Linked DNA regions of Siniperca chuatsi: region 2 is linked to region 1. Evidence: chromatin contacts called from public Hi-C data. All regions are on one chromosome and are shown on one strand. The core of a region is the stretch at or near the end of the contact, and the rest is flanking DNA. Distances in the headings are between cores, read along the strand shown. Region 1 holds the start of grk7b (rhodopsin kinase grk7-b). Region 2 has its middle 17 kb from the start of fzd9b.

The links. Hi-C and Micro-C count contacts between places; a contact is called where the count stands out from the background.
Region 2: a contact with region 1 is called in a Hi-C map of an unstated tissue, with 2.8 times the contacts expected there. The contact joins the enhancer-like site here to the promoter of grk7b in region 1. A contact is called at or near these places in 2 of 3 Hi-C or Micro-C datasets (skeletal muscle and an unstated tissue).

What each region holds. Positions count from the first base shown.
Region 1 is chrLG7:13,324,944-13,327,470 of ASM2008510v1, forward strand. grk7b (rhodopsin kinase grk7-b) reads left to right here and starts at 1,268. Exons shown (of 4, transcript XM_044202859.1): 1 at 1,268-2,527. rnf7 (RING-box protein 2) reads left to right here. Exons shown (of 3, transcript XM_044202860.1): 3 at 660-1,127. The coding sequence ends at 778.
Region 2 is chrLG7:13,387,594-13,390,120 of ASM2008510v1, forward strand. No RefSeq gene overlaps it. Among protein-coding and RNA genes, the nearest start is that of fzd9b, 17 kb to the left of the region's middle. Within about 2 kb of position 1,263, the one cell type or tissue checked has an H3K27ac peak away from gene starts, as active enhancers do.

The DNA of each region.
Region 1 (2,527 bases), core at 18-2,517:
GAGGAAGGGGTTTTTCTTCTTGGTCGTTTCATGTTAGTGAAATGCATAACATTAGCCTGAATCCGCAAAGAAACATAATGTAGTTATATTGTTTGGATGAAACTCATATTATTTAGTTAAAATAACGTTAGGCAAACGTCCAAAAATGACGTGCTAACAGATTTATTTAGCTATAAGAGCCAACTGCAGAGCAAGTAATTATAATACAACTTATATAAGTACAGTAGTGTACCTGCACTTTAAATCACTGACTTTCTCAAGTATAATATGCGTATATAGTGTATGTGGGATTTTTATGTTAGAAATTATCATAACTAGTCTACCCGAGTACAAGTTCATCTTTTCAGTAGTCTCTGTGTAAGCTTCCTCATTTGTCATAGCTTGAACACCACTATTAAGTGTCACTTTACCTCGTTTGACTGTACTGACATAGATGCCAAGGATTGTGCTTTTAGGAAAACAATTAGATAGATAGATCTTAACACATAAATATGAATCTCAGATACACTAAAAATAAACAGTTTTAGTCACCATTAAAAGAAATAAGGTTGTACTTTTACATTCTGTGTAACCTCAGCTGATTGAATTACAGTGTGTTCCCTGTTAATACTCATTCATTGTCTCTCCCTGTGTCCCTCTTATCTGCCATCTTCTTTCAGTTGTATGGGGAGAGTGCAACCACTCCTTCCATAACTGCTGCATGTCCCTTTGGGTGAAGCAGAACAATCGCTGCCCCCTCTGCCAGCAGGACTGGGTGGTTCAGAGAATCGGCAAATAAGCTCCAACTCCAGGCAGTCTGATTCTCAGATGACACCTGTATGCACCCAAAAGTGGTGACAGACTCGACAATGATCACTGCAGCGTGCTGTGCAGAGCCACTTGACATCGACAACTGTCCTCCTTCTTATGATTGCATGTTCCAGTAGTCCTGGTGTGAAAGGAGGACGATGGACAAAATTAAAGCAGCGCAGACTCATTGGTCACCGATTGGAGGGATCAAGAGTCGTGGAGAGAAGGATGAACCTTGTTGCAGTGTTTGGTCACATGTTAGCTTTACATTGTCTGTGGTGGTGTTCAGCACATCTTGAATATCTTTTTAAAAATAAAGAATTGTGTATAGCTGTAAACATGTATTTTTTCATCTAATAATTTGAATAGGCTTGGTATATAATTCCTATAAACATTGGTACAATTTGTAGTTCTGCAACAAATGTTTTAGTTTAGATTAAGGAAAGTGCACGTTGGCTTGTCAAGATAGGGCTGGGTATCTAAGCTAAATACTTTTTTGCTACTGGCAGAAATGTGTCTGCATCAGCAAGAATAGAAAACTGTCAAGTACCGAAATCTGGCTTTGAATTCTTGCCAGGATTCATACTCATGTTTTCTTATTCTTTAATCAGACAGTTTCTGATTTAAAATGATAATTTTCAGCTTAACAGCTGTTTGTGTTTAGACAACATTTATTATTTCAGAAGGTCGGCTTCTTTTGTGCAATGGAAAAAAAGGGTTTTGTGGAAAAACGTGTTCAAATTCCTCAATGTATAAAAAAATATAAGTTATCAGTAGCAAAACTAGTAGTATTGTCAGGGCAGAGCTTGGAAGGTTTGAAGTAGTGTTTATCCACTTTTGACTTGAACATTGTGATGTTGATTTAGCAGTCAAACAATCTTAAACATGGAAATGTCCAGTTAAAGGATGGAGTCTGAAATCCTATGTACTCGAAGTGAGATACCTGGAAGGCGGCCATGCTAACCTCGATACTACTAGCACTTGTCATACATGTATGGTGAGTTTGGACTTGTTCCAGTTTCAAGCTTAACCTATTCACATCTGCAGTGGTGGGATGTAAATAAGAACATTTATTTAAGTATTGTACTTAAGTACAGAACTGGTACTTGTATTTCCATTTTATACTACATTACACTTCTACTCCACTACATTTCAGGGTGAAATATTGTACTTTTTACTCCGCTGCAGCTATAGTTACCAGTTACTTTTCAGATCAAGATTTAATACGTTAAACATGATCAGTTTATAAGATGTGCATTGTTATTGAAGAAACTACCCAACAGTATATACAGCTGTTAAAATTAGCTCTACACCTTTACAATGTTCAGATGCTGCTTAGACTGCAATAAATCAGGAATAAACTTCCAGTAATAAATATATAATAAATGTAACACTTTGAATGGAGCCATTTTGCATAACAAGTACCTTTTACTTTTGATATTTTAATACAATTTCCTGCTAATACTTGTGTATTTTTACTTAAGATTTTGAATGCAAGACTTTTACTTGTAACAGAGTATTTTTTTTATTGTGGTGTTGCTACTTTTACTTAAAGATCCGAGTACTTCTTCCACCACTGCAGAGCAGTTATTAAATCCAGCGAGGATTTAGATGAACCAAACTTAATGTGATAAATTTGCACATTTATCGCATTAAGTTTGTTCGATTCAAATCCTGTGTGTTAAAGAATATGGGTGAATATTTTTCTTTGCATTTTTCTAGCGAATCGAGTGCATCA
Region 2 (2,527 bases), core at 13-2,512, 63 kb after region 1:
AAATAAGATTCAATGGTAAAACTGAATTAAGGGCTGCTCTGTGTCAGGTGCATGTGTTGTGAGAAAAACATCATAATTTCTTTTAAAAATCACTCTGTGCCCACTCAGAACAGTGGGAGGAAGTTAATTGGCTTTCTATCATTCACTGCTAAGCTTTACAAAGAATCCAGATATATATATAGATATATATATATATATATATATATATATATATATATATATATATATATATATATAAGCCTATTCAACATTTGGGATCACTAGCTCGACTGAACGGTAAGATGAAGCCTCAGTATGAATCATGAAAGGCCTCAGCCCACTTAATATGACTACAAGTTTAACTGCCTTTCATCTTTCCCATAGCACGCTCATCCAATTGTTGCTGCTGTCATATCTGGATCCCCGAGTTCAAAAATCTCTCGGGGTGATTCTGAGGTTATTCTCTCCAGTCGTTTTTCAGATTTGTGCATTCATGTAAATGTAAATTCAAATATTATTGATAAAGAAGGAAGCAGCGCATACAGGAATACCCTACATATACCTGTTTGATGAAAAGCCAGCCTGAGAAAGCAGGCCAAGTGTGTAACTTGGCACTGATGTGTCTGGTTGCAGTCATGGCAGAGAGGATACATGACTGTCATGTTAATGCTGGTGTTTGGAGCCTGGTCTACAGGAAGATTCAGACTGTTTCAGAAGAGTGCAGGATCCCCTTTGGTATGAGAGCTCTGTGTTCCCAAGAGGAAAGCCATCCTCTGAACTCCTCCATTTCTGCACTCCCTCGCTTTTCTCTCTCCCTCTTACTTTGGTTATATCATCAAAGGGAGAGGACACACATGAGTGGAGAAAATTGGGGGAGAAGGCTCTGTTTTGTGAATAATGCATAAAAAATCATTTGTACTTGCACTTAAAGCAGAAGGGAGGGAGAAATTTAGGGCATGTCGCCGCTGCGGTCATATAAGTTGGTTTTGGCACTCAATTTTCAGGTCACCTTTATGCTCTGTGAATGATTATGTTACTTCTCTTCTTTCTGTTCTGGCACACTGTCAGGACGTTTCTGTCTCTTTCCCCCTTGTCCTCATTTTCTCTGTGTGCGTTCCTGCAGCTGCCAGCATGATAGACCATTGACTCAAGTGTGCCATGAAGTGACACAAATCCAGTTTACACTCACAACTCAAAACTCCCTTCATGCACCGCAACACCGACTCCAGCAGGAGAGCTTGACTCACTGTGTCGTTTTGTGTGACGGCACCGGTGGGACAGGTGTCAAAAATCCAGCAAGTAGGTCTCAGTATAACCGCATCTCGAAAGTGAAGACCTGTTCAGCACGTAGAAAGATATTTATAAAGATTTGATCTCTAGAGTCATTTATAGCATTCAGTGTGTCTTGACATTGACTCTACAAGTCTCTAAACTGTACCAAAGGGATGAACACCATTCTTCCATAAAATATCCCCTCATTTGGTGTTTAGATGATGGTGGTGAGAGTGCTGTCAGTCCAGTTTGAGATCAGGTGACTGTGAAGACCTGTTTCACATTTAAGAGGACGTCAGATGAGATTTCATCACCCACTTACGACAAGCACATGATTAATTTTCATATCCATCAAACCATTCATTGACCCCTCGTGCCCTGTAAGGAAGCATCTGCATTTGTTACTTTTCTCCACTCATTTATTAAGGTTCTTCCTTTAATTTGTCACCTATCCTTTTGTAAAACTATGTTGAAACTTTAAAGTGCGTTGGGTTTCACCTCTAACCACACCAATCACTATTGCTGGGTGCTCTGTTGCACCTGTAACCACGCCCAACACTGATGTCACAGTATACTGACACACCCTGCAGTACACCTCTACATCACTGCGGACAGGTGAGAAGTTAAACCAGTGGAGGTCAGCAAAGACAAGATTTTCAATAGCTGTTAAATTGCTGTTTAAGTAAACAAACACTGTTTCAGCTAAAACAATAACTATAAAAACACAAAAGATATTTATATTGTTATGGTAGTTCATTTTCAGAGTCAGACATTTTTAACCAATCAAATTAAAGCTTTAAGAAAATAAAGGGAAGCGGGACATTGCTGTGAATTACTGGCTTTGTTCACTTTATCATAAATAATGTTTTTAATTGTTTATTGGATCCCCATTAGCTTCCTCTAATGCTGTCACTTAGGTCCACAAATACACAAATAACAGAGAATAATAAAAATAAACTAGATGTTAACAGTTAATTGCATAAAGAGATAATAACAAAAACAAAAGAAGACTTAAGGGATATGAAATGGCTTATAAAATATGATAAGAATAAGAGAGATGTTAAAACAAATTCATTAAATGATTGCAGATATTTTATGAATAATTGAAACACTATGTCATTAGATTTACTAAACATTTTTTATGTATGAGTATTACATCGATGAGCGGTAAAAACAAACCCTGCTTTAATTAAATGCTTCGACTGTCCTTTAATGTCAGTTTCACTTCACAGACCTGCAACACTTCATGTCTGTAGAACGAGAGTGAAATTCACAC